2 separate regions of the Mus musculus genome follow, and region 1 is linked to region 2. Evidence: chromatin contacts called from public Hi-C data. All regions are on one chromosome and are shown on one strand. The core of a region is the stretch at or near the end of the contact, and the rest is flanking DNA. Distances in the headings are between cores, read along the strand shown.

Region 1 (6,031 bases), core at 676-3,175, 37 kb after region 2:
AAGTGGCAGGCTCTCACACACATTTTTTTTTAATATTTTTTTCATTAGATATTTTCTTTATTTAAATTTCAAATGTTATCCTGAAAGTTCCCTATACCCTCCCCCCGTTTTGTTTTGTTTTGGTTTTTTGTTATTTTTTGAGACAGGGTTTCTCTGTGTAGCTCTGGCTGTCCTGGAACTCACTCTGCAGACCAGGCTGGCCTCGAACTCAGAAATCTGCCTGTCTCTGCCTCCCAAGTGCTGGGATTAAAAGCGTGTGCTACCACTGCCCGGGCCTGTTTTGTTTTTTAATTTTTCTTTTTCTTTTGGTTTTTCGAGACAGGGTTTCTCTGTATAGCCCTGGCTGTCCTGGAGTACACATATATTTTTAATTGGCATTTTTCTTATTAGTTTAGTTGGAGGAGGCACGTGCCTCTGTGTAGAGATCAGAGGACACTTGCAGGAGTAGGGTCTCCCCAGTGTGGGTTCCCAGGATAGAACTCAGGTCATCTACTTGGCTGAGCTTTCTCCCTCACCCTCCCCTTTTACATAGATATTTAATTGGAAATCAGAAAGTTGTTTTAACCCCAAGCCAAAATTCATAGACTACTTTTTTTTTTCTTAATGAAACTCTGGTCATTGGTACAATCACTTCTTAATTAACTAATTAAGGTTTCTTGGGGTGTGTGATGAGGGTCTCACTCTATAACCCTGGCTGGCCTGATGCAGACCTGCCAGGCCTTGAACTCAGAGAGATTCACTTGTGTCTGCCTCCCAGGTGCTGGGATTAAAGGCGTGTGTCACCACTTGTTACTAACTGACTGACTAACAGATTTTAAAAAGTAAGTGTTCTAAGGCAGTGGACCCACAGCTGTAGTGATCTGACACTCACAGACTGAGGAACCCTGCGAGGAAAGCATTGAAGTCTCTCGTTTTTTGCCAGGATCATTCTCTTAAGTGCATAAAACCCGATACACACAGCGAGATGTTGCCGTGCCACACAGTGGTCTCAGTGCAAGCTGAGGGGCTGAGCAGCGATTACTGCTGTTGGTGTGCAGCACGCTCAGGATAAAGTGCATTTGTGTGTGTTCAGACCGAGGTTGCAGTGACGTCACAGGAGGCGACACTCCTGGGCTTTGTCAGGAACACCTCAGAGTCTTTTGGGGGGGGGGGGTTGGTTCAAGACAGGGTTTCTCTGTGTAGCCCTGGCTGACCTGGAACTCACTCTGTAGACCAGGCTGGCCTCGAACTCAGAATCCGCCTGCCTCTGTCTCTCAAGTGCTGGGATTAAAGGCATGCGCCACCACGCCCGGCTCACACCTCAGAGTCTTATGTGTTAGATTTGGAATTAGTGTTTGGCTGGTGTATATTCAGAAATGTTTACTGTTTCCTAGTGTCTCACAACCCCTACATTGACTTAGGGTGTGGCCCCATGTAGGGCTGGGAACCTCAGTTTAAGGAGCTATGGTTTCGACCCGAAACAGCACTATAGGGTTCTTGTTGATGGTTGCACTGTAGAGCGGGTGTGTCGTAATGACTGTGGAACTAGCTCACTGCTCCTCAGGTGCTTTGTTTGACACTGGAGCAGTGAGATTGGGCTCAGCTGTCCCTGATGTGACGACGGCTGCTCCCGCAGGTCCAGGAGTCTGTGGCCAGCTGCCTGCCACCTCTCGTGCCTGCTGTCAAGGAGGATGCTGGGGGCATGATCCAGCGGCTCATGCAGCAGCTGTTGGAGTCGGACAAGTATGCGGAGCGCAAAGGGGCGGCATACGGGCTGGCGGGCCTGGTCAAGGGCCTGGGCATCCTCTCCCTGAAGCAGCAGGAGATGATGGCCGCGCTGACTGATGCTATCCAGGACAAGAAGAACTTCCGAAGGCGAGAGGGTGGGTCCCCTGAGCCCGGGGCTGACGGCACAGGAAGTGGGTGCCCATGCACGCACGCACGCACGCACGCACGCACGCACGCACACAGCAGAGAAAGGGAGGGCAGGTGGGACTCCTCCCAGCCCTGTCCATGGTGGGGCTGACCTGCACTTCGCCCTTTTTCTGTCTGGCACTGCTTGGGCTGAACCCCAGGCTTCAGCTATTCCACGCAGGCTGCTCTGCTGCCGAGCTGCGCCCCAGCCTTTCTTATTTCCGTGTTTCAGGCTAAGGAGTCCCTAAGTTACCAAGCACAGCCTACAACTTGGTGATCCTCCTGCCTCAGGTTCCAGAGTGCAGGGATATAAACTTGTTCCCCTACCTGCTTTATGACTTCTAACACAGCAGAGAGAGGCTTGCCTAGTGGTACTAGAAAGTGTTGGAAACTCCCCTGCCTCCTCCTCTGTCGCCCTCTGCCACATCCCTGCCCAAGGACTGAGACAGGCGGCTGCACTTAAGTCTGTCCATGACTACGGTCGCCTGAGGAGGTCCCAGGAGCCTGGTGGCCTTAGCGTTCTCAGCCCTCCTGTCATCCTCTCCCCAGGAGCGCTGTTTGCCTTCGAGATGCTCTGTACCATGCTGGGGAAGCTCTTCGAGCCTTATGTGGTCCACGTGCTGCCCCATCTGTTGCTGTGCTTTGGGGATGGGAACCAGTACGTGCGCGAGGTAAGTCTGGGGGCAGAATGGACTGTTCCCAGGCAGGCTTGGTCAGGGAGGGGTCTAAGATGGGTTCCAGCCCCTGCTGCCAGAGGCCTGTCGGTGCCTACCTGGGTTACCGCTATGAATTTCTCTCTGGTTCCCTGATGCATTGAGGATTTTATTTGTGTGTGCATGTGTGCTATGTGTATGCCTGTGTGAGCACATAAGGAGATTCCAGGAGCTAGAAGAGGTTGTCAGATGCCCTCTATCCCCTTTCAGCTGGGCTGGAAACTGGCAAACCCCAGCTAACCCTTCATATGGGCACACACATGATGTCCTGGCTTATTACGTGGTCCTAGTGTCCAAGCTTCCGTCCTCATGATTGCTAAATGAGTTGCTTCTCTGTGTAGCCCTGGCTGTCCTGTAGAACAGGCTGGCCTTGAACTCTGAGATCTGCCTGCCTCTGAAGTCCTGGGATTAAATGCCATCAGTGTCTGGCCCAGACACGTGCTCTTAACTGCTGAGCCATCTCTCTAGTCCTAGTACGGAAGCTCCTTAAGATTTGTGTGGCTGTTTGTCTGAACTTGGCACAGGGTCTAACAAAACCACCATCTTGGTGACTGTAGGGACACGAGGGTCAGTGGCGGGCTCAGTGCTTGCCCTGACAAGGAGGCCCCTGACTGTCTTCTCTCCTCCCTTGAGGCTGCAGATGACTGTGCCAAAGCTGTGATGAGCAATTTGAGTGCTCACGGTGTGAAGTTGGTGCTCCCGTCCTTGTTAGCTGCCCTGGAGGAGGAGTCCTGGAGGACCAAAGCTGGTGAGGCCACACCCCTCCATCCTGTCCTGAAAATGACCCTCAGTAGGTACACAAGTAGTCACAGCTCCTGTGTATGGACACGGCAGTCTGTAGAGTTAGGGCTCTGATTCCTGGATCAGGCTTCATGCAGAAGCCACAGCCCTGGGGAGATCCCGAGCTTGAAAGCTGTAGTCTGGAAGCTTCTGGAACAGATAGATGGAGATTCTGGTAGGGAGGGCAGGGCCTGGGTCCTTCCTGCAGAGGCTCCCTTCTGTCCTTCAGGCCTCTTTGCCTTACAGTTTGAAACAGCACAGAGAACAATGATCTCCTCACTTGTGGATGTGGAACCTGAGCCCTGAGAAACCCAGTGACTTACCCTTGGAACACCTGCAGGACCAAACTAGGTCTTCCTGCTGCCCTGGCTAGGTCTCTTCTGTTGTGATAGGCACCATGGCCCAAGGGAACTTGGGATCACAGTCCATTACTCAGAGACCATTACTCAGAGAAGTCAGGGCGGGAACCTGGAGGCAGGAGCTGACGCAGAGGCCGTAGAGGAGGATGCTCACTGGCTTGCTCCTCCTGGCCTGCTTGACCTGTTTGCTTATACATCCAGGACCACCAGCCCGGGCTGGCACCACCCACAATTATAGTTACAGAAAATGTGCTGGTGAGTGTCGAGTGTCTCAGTGCTGCACGCGTGTCTCCTGTCTGCAGGGTCCGTAGAGCTGCTCGGGGCAATGGCGTACTGTGCACCTAAGCAGCTGTCGTCCTGCCTGCCCAACATTGTGCCCAAGCTCACAGAAGTGCTGACAGACTCCCACGTCAAAGTGCAGAAGGCTGGACAGCAGGCCCTCAGGCAGATTGGCTCTGTCATCAGAAACCCGGAGATTCTCGGTATGCTTCTCCTGTGAGGGCACTTACCCTGCCTGCATCCCTTTTCCTGGATGCTCTAGGGAACGTCCACTGACTGTCTCTCTGAGGACAAATACATCCATATTGAAATATTCATATTCAGTGCTGGGAAGCCCCTTTCTTAGTTAGACTAAATGGTTGAAGGCGCTTTGGAAGCAGTCTGGAGCCTGTCATCGGCTTCATGGTTAGGGACACCGAGTCATTGGCTCTGAGAGCTCCCGTGCACTTGGCTGAGCTGTGCGGTCTGCCTATTCCCTGGCAGCTCGGAGCCCATCAGCACCGTCTAAAACCCTGGTTTCCGGGCAACTGTCTCTTCTGCTGAATTCCATCAGACAAAAGGATTAACCTTTTTTTTAATTAAAAAGTTATAATTATGTTTATTGTTTTAGTGTTATATGGATATATGTAGACACACGTGTATGGTGGAAGTAAACAGAGAGTGAGAATTGATCTCCTCCTCCCAGCCTGTGTGTCCTGGGCACCATCTCAGTTCAGGCTTGGTGGCAAGTGCCTTACCAGGGAGCCCTCTCATTGGCCCAGAGGTGTTCTTTCCTGTGATGCTTGGTTCTCTGTCATAGTTGGCCTGTGTGGACAGCCTGGTATCCTGGGATGCTTGTGACCTTCTGATCCCAAATCCTGGGATTATAGGCATGCATCACCAACACCTACCTGGTTTAGGCGGTGCTGAACACTGAGCCCAGGATTCACGTGCTAGGCATGGGCTCCAGCAGCTGGGATACAGCCCAGCCATGGTGTGTTTCTTTCCTGAGGGCTGATGGAGGCTGAGTTCTTGCTCTGTAGCCTCGGTTGGCCTAAAACTCACTGTGTAGCCCAGGCTGGCCTTGAACACAAAGAGCCCTGGCTGCCTCTGCATCCTGTCTGTCTGTGTGGTCTTGGTGTGCCTTTCCCTAAAGGCAAAGATGCAGTGACTTGAACATGTTCCCATTGTCTGCTGTCACTGTAGCTTCTGTAGAATCGTCTATTCCTACTGTTGCTTGTTTTATAAGTGGGTTAGTAGGTTGTTATTGTTGACTGCTGCGTGTGTATAGAGAGGCTAAACTGTCTGAGCTCGTGAGGAGGTCCTAGAGTCCTCCTGCGGGGCTGTCTGGAGAAGTCAGTCCATCTGCACTTGGCTGCTCTAAGTTCTGAGTGCTTTATTTTTATCACTGACTCTTGGGTCTTCCGTGCCTTAAAACTTTTTTGTTTTCCATAAAATCCCCATGTGGTTGCTGATTGCAGACAAAGCCCCTAATACCCAGGAAACTCGGCGCTGACTGCAGGTCATCCTGTTGAAACTAGCCCGTTCTCAGTGCAGAGGGTGCTAGCTGCCACCCTTGCTCCTTGTGGCGCAGGGATTGCTCTCCTGGGCAGGCCGGCCTCCCAGCCGGGGGACCTCCCATGGCCCTGCCACTTCCTAGACTTGTACAAACCAGCATCTATCTTCCTGTGACATGCAGCCATTGCCCCGGTCCTGCTGGATGCCCTGACAGACCCATCACGGAAGACCCAGAAGTGCCTGCAGACCCTGCTGGACACCAAGTTTGTTCACTTCATTGATGCCCCGTCCCTGGCGCTCATCATGCCCATTGTCCAGAGAGCCTTCCAGGACCGCTCCACAGACACACGAAAGATGGCAGCGCAGATTATTGGCAACATGTACTCCCTGACAGACCAGAAGGTAGTTGCCTGCCTGGCTTGCAGCAGACGGGGATGGATACGGGCATTGTTGCCACTTAGGTTCACAGGGAATCCTGGGACCTTTAGGGTGGGAGCTGACAGTGTGGGC
Region 2 (5,828 bases), core at 1,320-3,819:
AAGCTGGTCTTTTTTTTTTTTTAAGTTTTATTATTTATATGAGTACACTGTTGCTGTCTTCAGACACTCCAGAAAGGAGTATCAAATCCCATTACTGGAGGTTGGGAGCTTAGATTTTCAGAATTCCCAGTCACTGCTTTTAACCACTGAGCCATCTCTCCAGCCCCAAAGCTGATCTTAAGCTGTAGTTGGGTGACCTTGAATCCAGGTTGGGGCTTGTTACTAGTACCAGTGCTTCCCCACTAAGCCAGCACCTTACCAACTAAGCTGTTAAACCAAGCTCCATGTCCTGTTTGGTATTGGGTGAAAACTGGGTGGCCTTTCATTCAGGCTAGAGTCTGCCCTGAGCTAGTCAGATCCTTTGTTAATAAAAGTGGGGGGAAATGCATATTAGTGGAGGCATGCATGCTCTCATTTTAAAAGACTAGACCCCTAGAGCTGGGCCCAAGTGTCCAGCCAGCAGGCTATGCTCAGAAAGAACCCCTGGTGGGTAATCTCACTGGAAAGCTGCCACAGGACAGTCAGTTCTTAGCAGGAAGAGTGTAGGTGGTAGAACTATGATCATGCTGACTGCCTTTTCTCCCTCAAGGTCAAGGCCTTCCTGGCTGATCCATCTGCATTTGCGGCTGCTGCCCCTGCAGCTGCTGCCACCACTGCTGCCCCTGCGGCTGCTGCAGCCCCTGCCAAAGCTGAAGCAAAGGAAGAGTCGGAGGAATCAGATGAGGATATGGGATTCGGTCTCTTCGACTAATCCCGCCAAAGCAACCAAGTCAGCCTGCTTAATTTGAGAAAGATGGAAATAAAGGCTTACTTCTCTTAAAACTCCGGTCTGGATTTATTTAGTTTGTTCACTTAAGCAGGATGAAAAAGCAAAACCGCTACTGTTTACTTTGTGTTGGCATCTTTGTTTCTAAAATTAAAGCTCCTAGTGTTTTTGTGGGCTTTGTTTGTTTTTTGAGACAGTCTCTTGACTTGGTGCCATAGCTAGTCTGGGACAAAGATTTTCCAGGTGTGAATTAAAGGTGTATGTCATCAAGCCCCAAGCCTGGCCTTTATATTCCTATGGTAGTCCATGTTGGATATATATCATATGTATACATAATATATATGTATACTAAGCTCAATGGTTAAGAGACCTATGAGCCATACCAAATCTATATGGTTTGGTATCTGGGTCTGCTTTCTGTATATCACTGGATGTCCAAGCCATTGTTCATAGGTAGCCTTACTGCTCCAAGGCAGAGTGATGCAGGTCCAGAGCCCTGTTGCTTAAGGCTGAGGCAGGGGTAGAAGGCTGGGTTTGAGCTAGGCGTGGTTTAAGGACTGAAGTCTGAGAGGGCCTGAGATGGTGATACTGAGCTATGGCAAGGAGTATCCAGGTGAGTGGTGATTGAACTCGGGCCTGATTGTGCCTTTTGAGATGAGGATTGGTGTAGAAGTTGATCTGCCTCAGCCTTCTGCCTGCAGTAATTGAGTCACTGCTGTGTGTTTAGTAATGAAGTTATACTTGTGTTTGTGTAGTTTAGATGTGTAGTTGAGTTTCCACGTGCTGGCTAAAGTTTTTTCTTGGTAGATTAAGTCTTGAATACAGGGGCAGTTAATAACTAGCCACTAAGGTGTGCATGTAGGGTTGCTTTGATGTACTAATCGGGGGTGCAAACTAGAATAACTTGCTATGTAAAAAGCTGCTGCAAGAGCTAAAATACTGCCTGTGCATCACAGGTAACTAGACAAAAAGTTACCCTAGAATTGCAACCTCTAACCCGATAGTAGTTTGATGTTGGTTCATATAGGCATTCAGTAAGTGTTAAGTCTGAAAAGCTGAGGATTTAAAAAATGGGCTCTAACAAGTAGGTGAATACTGTATCAAATGCAATGCCCTATTGCTATCATTAACCTTGTGACGTCACTATACATCTATGTGTGTGTATATATATATTTTTTTTTCTTCTCCCTCCCTCACCCCCCAGGGTTTCTCTGTGTAGCCCTGGCTGTCCTGGAACTCACTTTAGACCAGGCTGGCCTTAAATCCGCCTACCTCTGCCTTCCGAGTGCTGGGATTAAAGGCGTGCGACACCACGCCCGGCCCCCCATCTGTATAGTTGCCACTGCTGAGGGCCAAGAAGCCTGGAGACCGCATTCTCCAAGCACACTCTTGAGTTATAGTAAAAATTCAATAATTGTCCTAAGACATCGAACTCTTCCTCAACCCTGTCCCTAGCTGTCTGCAGTTGAGGCTCCCAGCAGGTCACGCAATTCCCGGGTCATCCCTGCATCCCTCCCGCGTACCTCACCATCACCTGTTCTAACCTCCAAGCCTCTTGGGCCTGAGACTAGTCTTTGGGTTCATTCCTGGGGCCTAGGAAACAGCACGATGGGGGGTGTCGGTGCTGGACCCGGGATCCCCCCAAGGATGCCAGAGCTGCAGGGCGCTGTCCGGGGGAGGCCGAATCGAGGAGATCCCGCGCCCAGGGGCTGCAGAGCACGACCTGCGGCCGCCCTCCCGCCCGGGGGCGCCAGGCCTCGCCTTGCCGCGTGGGCCCTGCTGTGACCCGGAAGCGCTCCGGAAGCGGTTCCGGACTGGGCGCCGGCAGGATGGCGGCGGACACGCAGGTGAGGCGGGCGGCTGCGGCGGCCAACGCGGCGGGCGGCGGGGACCGGACCCGGAGCGCGGGCAGTGGGGCGGCGGGATTGCCCGGGCGGAGGCTGCGGCGCCCACGGCCGCGGAGGGCGCAGACGGAAGCGGCGGCGCGGGGGAAGGGGGCGGCGGCTGCTCGCGGCTCGAGGCTCCGGCCGGCCTGGGCGAGCAGAGCGACCCTGGACTCGAGCATCTTGCCATCCGCTTGGCTTCGGGGTAGCGGGTGCCGTGCTGGGGCTGTGCGGGTCCCGGCGGTGGCAGAGCTTACACTCGGCGTCGGCTACGGTTCTCCGGAGCCCGCGGGGCGATGCAGAGGCCCCCCGACTCTGTGCCCACACTCGGAGCGTAGCCTTTTTATGTCCATACGGGTTCGGAGTTGAGCCTCCGCTCGTTGGTTTCGTCAAGGCGTTGGATCAATGACATCACCCCTCAGGGTCTCGGTCCTTTTAACATTTGGTGGTGGTGATAATACCGATATCCTATGTTATTTTATGGGAAGATGTATTGAGACAAAATAGTAGGGTCCCATGTGGGTTTGCTGGGTGTTAACTGGGTCCTGGGTGAGATCTCAAAATGTCTTCACCTGCGAAGAGTCGTGACACCGTTGTGCGTTCACACCTGTGGGTACCTTGCAGTTCAGGGAGGCGTTGAGGCTACCCCCTTCTCCATCTCAGCCTCTTTTGTAGCCTCGTGGAAGGATGAAATAATAAATAAGAAACATAATTTTTTTTTCTCTCCATGTCTCCATCCCACCCTCCCTTTTCAAAAATGTAGATCAAGGCCAGGTAGTGGTGGCGCGGTGGTGGCACGTCTCTAATCCCAGCACTTGGAAGGCAGAGGCAGGTGGATCTCTGAGTGCCAGTCCAGCCTGGTCTACAGAGGGAGTTCCAGGCAGACATGGGTACACACACACACACAAAACCCCTGTCTTGAGAAACAAACAAATTAAAAATATATATATATAGTGAGTTGGCTTTGAACTTGTAGCCATCTTGCCTGTGGCTTCTTAATGGGTGGGTGGGGGGCTTACCCTGCCTGGCAGGAACGTATTTAAAAAACAGTTTGAGTCTCTGGGGTGAGATTAATTGATTTTTATGTTTGATCCTCAAGGCCCGCCAAAGAGGAGCCATTTAACCTGATCATTAAAAAGATGCTTTGCAAGGGTCTTCAGTAAAAGGGTTTGGTAATTTGTTTAGACAGAGCTGCGTCTTAGTGAATCCTAAGAAGGGAAGTTACTTAATGTTTCTGAATATTTAAGAATCTTCTCCCTAGAGTTGTGTTATTTAGTAGTAGGTTACCTAACTGTGCTATCAAAAGAGCCGTAAAGCTTACTTAAGTTCGTCAGAATTAAATGAAATTTAAAAATTCGGTTCTCCACCTGTGCTTCAAGTGATTTGTCCTTCATGTCTTCAGAGCAGCCACATCAGGTTTGTCATTTCAGAAAATCCTCTCTTGGGCAGTGGTGTCTGCAGAGATATCGGTGGACTTGGGAGGTGTGAGAGCTGATCTTTCCAATGCCCAGTGTGACTCCTAGAGGCTCTTAGCATATAAGGTTTCCAGTGGGAAACTTTTCCTATCTTACTTTGTAGCGCTGGGGACCCAGCCCAGGGCCCTCACGCTTGCTGGGCAAGGGCTGAGCAACAAGCTATTCCTAATCTGGCAACTTCTGATTAAGGAAAAGAGCTTCGACTTCCTTGTCAAATATGAAAAGTTCCTGCATATTTGTGAGAGAACTATCACTATGAGTTTAATGCTTTGTTATTGCCCAGCGTGGTGGCACAGGGGTTTTGTTGTTTTGTTTTTTTGTCACAGTACTCGGGAATCAGAGACAGCAGGATCTCTCAAAGTTCCATGCCATCCAAGGCTGCACTGTGATAAGACCTTGTCTCTAAAAAAAAAAAATAAAGAAAATAAAAGGAAGTTTAATGTTACCATATTGGAAGGCAGAGGGTAGTACATATGCATTATTTTCTCAAACCTCAGTAAGGTTGGTAAAGCATTTAAAAAATTATAATACGGGGCCAGCAAGATGTTTTATTGGGTAAAAGTGCTTGTTGATGTGCCAGCAAAATGGCCTGAGTTTTGACCCCTGTATCCCTTGGTGGAAGGAGAGAACTGATTCCTGAAAGTTGTCCTCTGACCTGTGCACGCATGAGCGCACGTGTGTGTACACACACACACACACACCATGGCATGTGAACATCTGAACACATGCACGGTGCACATACACATGCGCATGCTCTCTAGGCTGTGTGGGAACCCAGTGGTGGAGTCTGGCATCCACGAGTTCCATCCCTAGCATCCCTCCTCCAAGATATTTTAGGGCGGAGGGCAGGCTCGGTGATGGACCTTGTGTCTGGCATGTACATTTCAAGCCTTGTTGTCTGGTCCCCAGCACAGCAAGGCAGACCCAGCAAATGGATGTGGGAGCAGCAGTGCACAGGCAGCAGTGGCCAAGTCTGGAGGCTAGAACGTGAGAAGAGGTAGAGTTTGGTTGGTTGGTTTTTGAGTCAGGGTTTCTCCGTGTAACCCTGGCTTTACTGGAACTCTGTAGACCAGGCTGGCCTCAAACTCAGAGAGCTCTTCTTCTGCCTCCCAACCTTGGTATCAAGGGTGTGCACACACACACCCCGTCCCCCGTGAGATACAGATTTCCGAACACTGAAGGAAATGACTCCTGATCCGTGAGCTAGGAAACTCAGGAACCAACGGGAAGACCTTGCAGAACCTCTGAAAGGCAGAGCTCACGGGATCAGGATCCTTCACTGATGGAGATGTTTCCAGACCAGAGTTCTCAGCACTGTGGATAAAATAGTCTTACAGCAAAGCATTTGACCATGAAATTTCAGAATCTTTAAAAAAAAAAAAAAAAAAAAAGGCCTAGAAGTTTCTAGACAGAAAACCCGATCCCTTCTAAAAGATCAAAGCAGAACCAGGCATTCCTAGAACCAAACACAGTAGGTTAGAGTTGGAGGCCTGCTTGTACATAGTGCGACCAACCATGTCAGAACAAAAAATATTACAACAGCTTTGGTCTTCCCAACCCTAGGTAAAGGTTAGCATTCAGTGGAGGAGTACAGTCGCCTCAGTGTTCTGAAGGACAGTGATTTCAGCATGGAGTTCTGCGTCATGGCAGACTTGACTATGAGGCTCGAGCCTTTTCACGGACCCTGGGGGCACTTGTGGTGGT

Evidence for each region. Hi-C and Micro-C count contacts between places; a contact is called where the count stands out from the background.
Region 1: a Hi-C map of pro-B cells shows a contact between it and region 2, with 1.9 times the contacts expected there. The contact joins the enhancer-like site here to the promoter of Gcn1 in region 2. A contact is called at or near these places in 17 of 39 promoter capture datasets (the 3T3-L1 cell line, 3T3-L1-derived adipocytes, the C10 cell line and 11 more), 3 of 15 datasets of contacts at CTCF or cohesin (the NIH/3T3 cell line, large pre-B cells and pro-B cells), 130 of 484 Hi-C or Micro-C datasets (the 3T3-L1 cell line, the 4T1 cell line, the 63-12 cell line and 68 more), 29 of 115 datasets of contacts at active chromatin or transcription factors (the 230-238 cell line, CD8 T cells, the HPC-7 cell line and 14 more) and 5 of 9 other capture datasets (adipose tissue, embryonic stem cells, embryonic tail and 2 more).

What each region holds. Positions count from the first base shown.
Region 1 is chr5:115,600,771-115,606,801 of GRCm38.p6, forward strand. Gcn1 (GCN1 activator of EIF2AK4) reads left to right here. Exons shown (of 58, transcript NM_172719.2): 34 at 1,616-1,862; 35 at 2,443-2,564; 36 at 3,240-3,354; 37 at 4,048-4,227; 38 at 5,703-5,923. Among named protein-coding and RNA genes, the nearest start is that of Mir7029, 23 kb to the left of the region's middle. Within about 2 kb of position 1,926, at least 5 of the 459 cell types and tissues checked have an H3K27ac peak or open chromatin away from gene starts, as enhancers often do. A contact at or near this core is called in pro-B cells, where this site is marked.
Region 2 is chr5:115,562,694-115,568,521 of GRCm38.p6, forward strand. Gcn1 (GCN1 activator of EIF2AK4) reads left to right here and starts at 2,570. Exons shown (of 58, transcript NM_172719.2): 1 at 2,570-2,613. The coding sequence starts at 2,596. Rplp0 (ribosomal protein, large, P0) reads left to right here. Exons shown (of 7, transcript NM_007475.5): 7 at 590-1,036. The coding sequence ends at 751.